Regions from separate parts of the Macaca mulatta genome. Here region 2 is linked to region 1. Evidence: chromatin contacts called from public Hi-C data. All regions are on one chromosome and are shown on one strand. Each heading gives the region's core, a stretch centred on a gene start, on an enhancer-like site or on the middle of the called end of the contact. The rest is flanking DNA. Distances are from core to core; before and after follow the strand shown. Region 1 holds the start of BSCL2 (BSCL2 lipid droplet biogenesis associated, seipin). Region 2 holds the start of TUT1 (terminal uridylyl transferase 1, U6 snRNA-specific).

Region 1 (4,736 bases), core at 500-2,999:
CTCAGTGGCCTCCTTGCCTATAGTCACTGCTTCTGCATCAGATACTTTCAGCTGCAACTCCCTGCAGGGTGGGGCACCCATCTCAGGCAGAAGGTTTTGGTACCCTCCACTGACCCTACACCCAGGTCTGCTACTGCTGCTTGTGGCTTTAGGTGAGTAGGTAACAGCCTGTTTTTCTCCTGCTGGGGCTCACTGGAGCAGATAGAGGTGATGTACCCTCCTCATCAGGGTTGGTTGAGGTCTTCAGAGCTGGGAACACACATGGTTTGAAGGGCTGAAAAGTCTTACATCATTTGTGTAAGGTTTAACGATCTGTGGCCCAGGCCATGAGGGAGTTTGGGGAGCACCTCATCCCACCCTATTTTTTCCATGAGGAATACAGGGATGAGACAGTCCACTGGAGGAGGAGGAGGATAGGAGGGAAACAAAATATTGGGGTATGACCACAGCCTTGTAAAGGTTGGTGTGGAGTGAGCATGGAGGAGGGCCTCCAGCTGAGACGGTTCCCTGAGAGGTCCCTCTTTTTTTCCAGGATGAAAGGTGAGACCCCGGTGAACAGCACTATGAGTATTGGGCAAGCACGCAAGATGGTGGAACAGCTTAAGATTGAAGCCAGCTTGTGCCGGATAAAGGTAGGTGGGACCCTGGCTGGCTCTCCCATTAGTTGGCCAGGCCGTGCTGTGCTGCAGGTTCCCAAAGCTCAGGATAAGAGATGCGTTCTTTCCTGCACTCCCTGAGGTCAGGGGAGGAGTCTGGGGCCCTGCAGAGAGCTGTCCCCAGGTCTCTGTGGGGGATGAGGAATAAGACAGTCATAAGGAGCCCTGGAGATGGCAAAAGAGAACCCATTTGGGGAGGGAGGCTGCAGTACCCTTTAGAGGTCCTGGCTAACAGTACCCCTCCTGGCTGTCCCAGGTGTCCAAGGCAGCCGCAGACCTGATGACTTACTGTGATGCCCACGCCTGTGAGGATCCCCTCATCACCCCTGTGCCCACTTCGGAGAACCCCTTCCGGGAGAAGAAGTTCTTCTGTGCTCTCCTCTGAGCAACCCTGTCCCTTCTCACAACTCCTCCCTTTTCCCTCTCCTGCGCCCTTCCTTAGGTCGGTAATTGTCGTGAGCCCCTGAGGCTCCCTGCATCCCATCCCTAACCCTTGCCTGACCATGTGAGGTTATTTGAAGCACAAGGCCCACCCTCATCTGTCGGCCCCATTTCCTTCCACCTTTGTGGCCGACCCCAAGCACCCCAGAGATATGAGGCACCCTTTGCTCCACCCACAGCAGGGCCCCGTCAGACTGCCAGCGTCCTGCCCACTTCCTTTGATGACCCGCTCAGACAATGGAGAGAGGGATGGGCCAGGTTCTAGCTCTCAGTCTCACCTGGAGCTACTGGAGAGTAAAGCCATTTGAAGAATAAAGTCATCCAGAGCCTCAGGACAGCTCCTGTGTTAGAATTCTTGGGGGGAGAGGATCATCAAGCAATAGATCTGCCATACCCAGGGAATAGAGCCAATCAAAACAGGCTAGACATTGTCAAGGATCTGAGAAAAGCCGGGTCGGGGGATGGCGGGCGCGAGAGAGCGTCCACAGTGGAAGAATTAAGTACAACAGACGCTCAAGAGGCTGCGGAGAACAAACACACACACACACAAACGTGCAACGAAGCCAAGTTAAAAGGTAAACAGGCCGAAGAGGGTGGATTTAGGGGAGGGTGCGGGAGTGCAGTCGCACAGCAGAGGAACTCTTAGAGGGGGAGGGGCGGAGCTTGGCTTCAGTTACCCCGACTGGAGCCGGTTTTATATCTAAGATGGCTGCGCCCACAGCCGCTCCCATTCCAAGATGGCCGTACCAAGATGGCGGCCCCCACGTCAAGGAGTTTACCGTACAGGGCGTCTCTTAAAATGGCGGCCCCCAGGGAACAGGCGTTCTCAATATGGTCCCTTCCACCCTCTTCTGGTCTCAAAATGGCTGCCCCTTCCTTCTCCAAGTCGGGGCCCGCGCCCTGCGACCCTGAAATCGGAATTTCGATGTCCTCCCCATTAAGCCGAAGGCACACGGGCGGCCATAACGAAGAAGCACTAAACAAGGGGACCCCAGGAAGCACAGTGTGGCCGACGCTGGTCGCGTGGATCTTGCAAGGGAATCTAGGTTTCTACATCTTGCCAAGCTTTGGAGCGGAAATATTAGCGGCGGGGGGTTAACCCCCAGCGATGTCCGTCTCGGTGCACCGCTCCTCAGTCGCTTCCTGGTCTTCCCAGGAGCTGGATAAGCCTGAAATTGCTCAGTTTGGGTTTCCTAGTAGAACTGGGGCTTGTTTTTACTTTCATTTTCCCCTTAGGCCGACTCAGCCACATCAGCCAGAAAGCTGTGGCCCCACGCCTAATGTGCCTTGCGGGAGTCCAGCATGCTGTTTGGGCAAGGACCAAACTTAAGGCTTAACATGTCATGGTCATCTCCAGGACTCAAACATGGCGGAGGTTGACGAACACCAGAATGCCTCCTAGACTCTTTTCCTTCCAAGGGTGCACAGAGCCGAGATGGGACCAGGGCCAAAGCAAAGAACGTAACAATCCCAGTATGTGTGCTCCTCGTAGAGTCAAGGTCCCCTAAACTCAGGGACGCATCCTTCTGAGGAAAAGTCTGGGCTAGCTGTTTTGTGCCTGGATATACTTTGGGAAGGGAGGCTGCTTTGAAATAGTAGGGACAGCTGATTACCTCCAGCTTCCAGGTACCTTTGCACAGAAGACAGCAAAGTGGAGAGAGGAAACCAAAGGAAGAAAGGGTGTTATCACCAGCAACTGAACTTAGCCTCCTCCTAAGGATATTTTCATGAATTCCAGGGACTCCCAAGCAGCTTTTTACTGTTGATGGCAACTTCTGAGCTCTAAGTCCTGGAGAGCTTCTAATTAATTCCCTCATCCTAGAGATGAACAAACAGAAAAGTTTGCCCTCCTGGAGTGGGATCCTACCCCCATTCTGTTGAGGAGGAGCCTCAGTTCCTTCTTGGCACCGTGAAAATTCCAGGAAGGATCAATCAGATCCGTTTTAATCCCTGTATCCTGACAATGGCACATATCAGGCACCCAAATACCCAATGAATGGATTGTACTGTACATGCTTAAATGACAAATGCGGCAATGGCAGGGACCAAGCACCTTGCTTCCTCGTCCCTACTGTATCACGGTGTTGGGCAAATTCCAGGGGAGTAAGTCTAATTTTCCACAACAGCTCAGACATGATTTTAAAAAAAAAAAAAAAATTGGAGTGTTTAATAAATGTAACCTTGATTTTTAAAAAAGCTGCTGTTGGGCCAGGTGTGGTGGCTCACACCTGTAATCCCAGCACTTTGGGATGCCGAGGCGGGCAGATCATCTGAGGTCAGGAGTTCCAGACCAGCCTGGCCAACATGGTGGAAACCGTCTCTACTAAAAATACAAAAATTAGCCAGTGTGGTGGCGGGTACCTGTAATCCCAGCTATTTGGGAGGCCGAGGTAGGGAATCACTTGAACCAGGGAGGCAGAGGATGCGGTGAGCCGAGATCGCGCCACTGCACTCCAGCCTGGGCAACAAGAGCGAAACTCCATCTCAAAAAAAAAAAAAAAAACCAACAACGAAAAAACAAAGCGCCTCTCTTCAGTTTTTCTGCACACTCTATGTTCCTACCCATCAGATTATAACTGCAAGGCTGCAGCACTAGTTGGGAAAAAGGGGTTTAAGAAGTTACTAGAGACCAGGTATGAGCTATGATTAACCACTTAAAAAAATGATTAATTAGCTCTAACAGCAACTTTAAATGTCCTAAAGAATAGATGGCTACCAAAATCAAGGGTGGCCTAAAGGGTACAAAGCCGTAAACCCAGGTATCTGAATCTGTGTCACATAGAAGGTGGGACTTAGAGCATTATCTATATCAATACTACTACCCCTTCAGAACACTGGGTGTCATGAGTTGTGGTATCTGAGCTTTAAGACCCTGACCATTTATTAGAAACCGCTGTTAGGATCAGTTCAGTGCTAATAAATGGTGGCTGGGAGCGGTGGCTCACACCTGTAATCCCAGCACTTTGGGAGACCAAGGCGGGCAGATCACGAGGTCAGGAGTTCAAGACCAGCCTGGCCAATATGGTAAAACCCTGTCTTTACTAGAAAAAAAAAAATTAGCTGGGCCTGGTGGCACACATGTGTAGTCCTAGCTACTTGGGAGGCTGAAGCAGAAAAATCGCTTGAACCCAGGAGGCTGAGGTTGCAGTGAACAGAGCGCATGCCACTGCACTCCAGCCTAGGTAACGGAGCGAGGATCCGTCTCAAAAAAAAAAAAAAAAAAAAAAAAAAAAAAAAAAAAGCAATGATGCTGTTGTAAATTTAACTTATTGTCTCATTCTCCAAATTCACTGGAAAATAACCCCCATCAAACTTCTGTTGGATGAGTGGGCTTTCCCCCTAGCAGTAATTATTCATTCATATACTTATTTGGCTCCACAACGGAACTTTACATTTTAACTTCAAGCATCCAACTGGTTTTTGCATAGACCAAATACAAAGGTCATGAGTTATAATTTATTTTCTTATACTTCAATGGCTCAACTCTTGGCCTAAGCAAGTACTAAATAAGACTAATAACTACCCACCCATGTCAACTGACTGCATGGCTGGCTCCCAAGTGAAGGCATGGTAGAATAGGGAGGGAACGGCAGCCACCATGCAAGAGAGTCCTCCTTGGTTGGAGCCCATGCAACCTGA
Region 2 (4,931 bases), core at 2,356-4,855, 120 kb before region 1:
CCAGCACTTTGGGAGGCCGAGACGGGCGGATCACGAGGTCAGGAGATTGAGACCATCCTGGCTAACACAGTGAAACCCCGTCTCTACTATAAAAAAATACAAAAAACTAGTCGGGCGAGGTGGCAGGCGCCTGTAGTCCCAGCTACTCGGGAGGCTGAGGCAGGAGAATGGCGTAAACCTGGGAGGCGGAGCTTGCAGTGAGCTGAGATCCGGCCACTGCACTCCAGCCCGGGCAACAGAGCGAGACTCCGTCTCAAAAAAAAAAAAAAAAAAAAAAAATTCAAAGGGCGGGGGAGGTGTGAGAAGCTCCCAAAGTTGGCCAAGCCCAAATACTGTGATGTCCATCAAGAACAAGCCACATTAGGAACCAGCTCAAAGAGGCTGTTGGTTTCTCTCTCTTGTCTCTTTGGTACACAGCACATCTGATTCATTCTTTTTTTTTTTTTTTTCTTTTTTTAAGATGGAGTCTTGCTCTGTCATCCAGACTGGAGTGCAGTGGCACGATCTCAGCTTACTGCAACCTCTGCCTCCCAGGTTCAAGCAATTCTCCTGCCTTAGCCACCCAAGTAGCTGGGACTACAGGCATGCGTCACCACACCCAGCTAATTTTTTATTTTTAGTAGAGATGGGGGGGTTTCACCATGTTGTCCAACTCCTGACCTCAGGATGGATCCGCCTGCCTCAGCCTCCCAAAGTGTTGGGATTACAGGCGTGAGCCATCGCACCCAGTCCTGATTCATTCTTTACCCCGAGAGCCATTCACTTTACCTTGTCCTTGTCCATGACAACACTGGCCACAGGTCCAAATGCTTGGAAATACTCAGAGAGCTGAGCAGAATCCACATCCCTGGGAAAGCCACTGACAAATACACTTCGAAGTCCCTGGGCCTTTCTCGCAGCTCGTAGTTCCACCAGGTGCCGGTGCTTTCTGCCTCCCAAGTGGGCATCAAGGCTGGGTCCTGCAAAGACAAGTGTGAGATAAAAACATCCAAAGCACTCTTCAGCGTGTCTGCCTTTGCTCTCTGCATACCTAAATCTTACTGATCCTTCCAAGCCACAGAAACTGTGACCTTTGACTAAACAAAGTCTTGGCTCCTTTCACCTTCCTCTCTTATACATTTGTCTAAATAGTACATTCTTTTTTAAAAAATTTTTTTTAAAAGTCTCACTGTCACCCCCGCTGGAGTTCAGTGGCACAGTCTCCACTCACTGCAATTTCTGCCGCCCAGGTTCTACAAATTCTCCTGCCTCAGCCTCCTGAGTAGCTGGGACTACAGGTGTGTGTCACCACGCCTAGCTAATTTTTGTATTTTTAGTAGAGACAGGTTCCCAGGAGAACTGGCTACACTATAAGTATTTCGTTTATTTTTACTTAAAGAACTGTGTGATAGTAAAGTCCTTCTTAAACCACCTATTTGTGCTAGGTAGAGCTGGAAAGAAATTAACAGGTAACTTATCCAGGTCATCTACAGAAGAACTAAAAAAATTCAGATCCTAGAATACTTCGTGGATCATCTCTGGACATGGTATGATACAGTGATGTCAAGGGCAGGATCTGAAATCACATTGCCCAAGTTCAAATCCCAGCTCTGTCAAGCTGTGTGAGACCTTGGTCAAGTCATGAAACCTCACTATGCTTCAACTTCCTCAGATATAAAATGGAAATAACAGTATCTAGCACCTCACACACAGGTATTATTCACATGTATCACTTGGCAGAGAGTCTGGTACATGGTAAATGTTGAAAAACTAGCCATTGCATGCCGGGCGCGGTGGCTCAAGCCTGTAATCCCAGCACTTTGGGAGGCCGAGACGGGTGGATCACGAGGTCAGGAGATCGAGACCATCCTGGCGAACACGGTGAAACCCCGTCTCTACTAAAAAATACAAAAAAATAGCCGGGCGAGATGGCGGGCGCCTGTAATCCCAGTTACTTGGGAGGCTGAGGCAGGAGAATGGCGTAAACCCCGGAGGCGGAGCTTGCAGTGAGCTGAGATCCGGCCACTGCACTCCAGCCGGGGCGACAGAGCGAGACTCCGTCTCAAAAAAAAAAAAAAAAAAAAAAAAAGAAAAACTAGCCATTGCTATTATTTTATTATGAGTTAGCTGCTTGATGTCACTAAAGTAAATGTGGGGCCAAGGAAGACTCCTACGTTTCTGGCTTGGCTTACTGGATGAACAGTGATAGTGCCATTCACAGAGAAAAGGAAGAATGGAAGTAGACCCTGTTTAGGGAAGATTGTGATTCCAGACTTCAAAAGTAGGGCCGGGCACATTGGCTCACACCTGTAATCCCAGCACTTTGGGAGGCCAAGATGGGAAGATCGCTTGAGGCCAGGAGTTGGAGACCAGCCTAGGCAACACGGTGAAACCCCATCTCTACAAAAAATTAAAAAATTAGACAAGGCCGGGCGTGGTGGCTCACGCCTATAATCCCAACACGTTGAGAGGCGGAGGTGGGCGGATCACGGGATCAGGAGACCAAGACCATCCTGGCTAACACGGTGAAACCCCGTCTCTACTAAAAATAAAAAAAATAGCCGGGCATGGTGGTGGGCACCTGTAGTCCCAGCTACTCGGGAGGCTGAGGCAGGAGAATGGCGTGAACCTGGGAGGTGGAGCTTGCAGTGAACCGAGATGGCGCCACTGCACTCCCAGCCTGGGCGACAGAGCGAGACTCCGTCTCAAAAAAAAAAAAAAAATTAGCCAAGTATGGTGGTACACGCTTGTAGACCCAACTACTTGGGAGACTAGCTGGGGGTATCACTCTGCAGCTGAGGTTGAGGCTGCAGTGAGCCGAGATCACACCACTGCACCGCAGCCTGGGTGACAGAGCGAGACCTTGTCTCAAAAAAAAAAAAAAAGTGGAATTTGAAGTTACAGTGAACCCCTTCTCTGTCATACAAGAACCTTGTCCATTTTTCCAAACCCATCTTCTGTCCCTTCCTCACTGGTATCTTATGGTCTAGTCATTCATGCCATCTATTTCATCCGTCCCCGCCTTTGAGTAGGTCCTCTGTAGGGCTTCTCTGATTTAGTTATTGATTCTCTGTGGTCCCACAGTTCTCCAAACATATCTATAAAGCATTGAAACTTTCTCCATCTCTAAACGGTGAGCTCCTTCATCTCTGAACCCCCTTCCCCCACCCTAAAGATCAGCAGAATACCAGGCACAGAGCATATGTCCAATAGATGATGGTTAAAGAAGGAATAAAACAATGAAACGCGTTGTGGAGATTTCGTATACTGAGAAGGAGTGTAATGTGGTGGGACTTTCCCGACTCTCCAAATCCCCTCGGACTTGCGGAGTAAAAACGCAGGTGAGAGACCCTACCAACCGACCTGACAGGAACGATTACCTATAACCCTAACTTTCGCCAGGATCAAAAGACGAAAGCCCGCAACCACCCGGGTCCCTCACTAGCCACCGCTTACGGTTGGCTGTAGTAACGTGGCAGAGGCAGCAGCGGAAACCCCCACGTGGCAGCGATTCGACATCCGAATCCACCGCCGCCATAGCGACTCTCCTGTACCGACAAAAACACAAGCACCTCTGCCACGACCGGAACCCACTTCTCTGAAGCTCAACGCGCTCGGAAGCTACTTCCGCCGGTCCGATAGGAAGTGACATAAGTCGTCCAATTGAGCGGACACACTCCTCCGGAAACCAAGCTCCTTCGACTCCGGGTTCCGTTCCTAGCCGCTGTCGAGTCCCCGCCCGTTTTAGGAAAAGCCGCGCGTTACGATGCTTATCTGCATGCGGCAAGCCGATTGGTGTGCTTTAAGCTGTTCAGGCGTTGATTGGCCCAAAGCGTCGTGAATATTTATGACAGCAGCCACAAAGGCCGGCGCCGGGTAGCGTCTAGCTGCAGCTCCTTCACCCCGCAGTAGATACCCTTGTGTCTGTACCCTCGACCCTTATTTACCCGACGAATAAAGGCAGAGGATCGGCGGCTTCCAATCCTTTGCCCCACGGAGCCCAGGGCTGTTCCTGGACTTCCAACCTTTTCAGGGCTGTTACTCCCTCCCTCCACCCCCTGTCCTCTCGCAAAACGGGTGTTCTGCGACTGCTTCTAGCCCTGGTTGGGGAGCTCTGCCACCACCGGGCACCTTCCGGACTCCACAAGGTCCCTGGAGCCAGGCCCATTCCTTCCGCAGTAGTGGGCTGCGTGGTGTACTCCCGAGGAGCCAGAGCCACTGGCGTACCCCAGAGCAGTGCGACAAGACAAAACCGAGTACCGGTAACTGAGTGAAGACACTGGAGGGGGCGAATGCTGTCAAAGCCCATCTGGTATAATTGTCAGTTCCTCCCAACACCGCCGAGGTGTAGGCTCAGTACAGGGAGGGACTAGAGGAGCTGGGGATGCCCTAGGGACAGGGATCATAAGGAGGTGGAGAGGACTTTCAGATGGGCTCAGCCCACAGCTTTGAATGGCGCAAAGAGCAGTGGACCGAAGGCAGACACCATGGTCTTTGACCTTGAGCGAGTCACAACTGCCGAGGCTGTTCCCCATCTCTAAAGGAAGTGCCCAAGGAGCATATAGTAGGCTGAACTTCTTGTTGTCTCTCCTAAGGTGTTCCTTCTAATGGGCCCTGCTCAGGCATCTAATCTCAGTGTCCCAAACCTTTCAGGCAGGAAACGGTGCTACAGTGGATCAGGGTATCAAGGCAGTTGCTGAGACTGGCCTTGAGGATCCTGAAGCAGCAGGCTGTACACATACACCCAGAGGTGCTCGAGTGGTTCAATGGTAGAATTCTCATCTGCCAAATACACCACACAGCTAGGTGAGGAGATCCTCCTATAACCCCATCACCACCACCAAGGTGGTATACATGTTACCCTGGCTGCCAGCAACTTCCAGAATTCCTTAAGTGAAAGGGAGAGGGGAGTAAGAGGTGGGAAACAGAGGAAGAAACACCCCCATTCTCCT

Evidence for each region. A called contact is a pair of places that touch in the nucleus more often than the background predicts.
Region 2: a contact with region 1 is called in a Hi-C map of cortical neurons, with 3 times the contacts expected there. The contact joins the promoter of TUT1 here to the promoter of BSCL2 in region 1. A contact is called at or near these places in 5 of 14 Hi-C or Micro-C datasets (CD4 T cells, cortical neurons, fetal cortex germinal zone and 2 more).

What each region holds. Positions count from the first base shown.
Region 1 is chr14:11,348,663-11,353,398 of T2T-MMU8v2.0, reverse strand. It overlaps BSCL2 (BSCL2 lipid droplet biogenesis associated, seipin), which reads right to left and starts at 1,749. Exons shown (of 12, transcript NM_001260552.2): 1 at 1,376-1,749. All of the region lies in intron 1 of TAF6L (TATA-box binding protein associated factor 6 like), which reads left to right. It overlaps GNG3 (G protein subunit gamma 3), which reads left to right. Exons shown (of 3, transcript NM_001267786.1): 1 at 1-152; 2 at 533-632; 3 at 913-1,644. The coding sequence starts at 534. The coding sequence ends at 1,041.
Region 2 is chr14:11,474,791-11,479,721 of T2T-MMU8v2.0, reverse strand. TUT1 (terminal uridylyl transferase 1, U6 snRNA-specific) reads right to left here and starts at 3,605. Exons shown (of 9, transcript XM_077962486.1): 1 at 3,436-3,605; 2 at 769-959. The coding sequence starts at 3,517.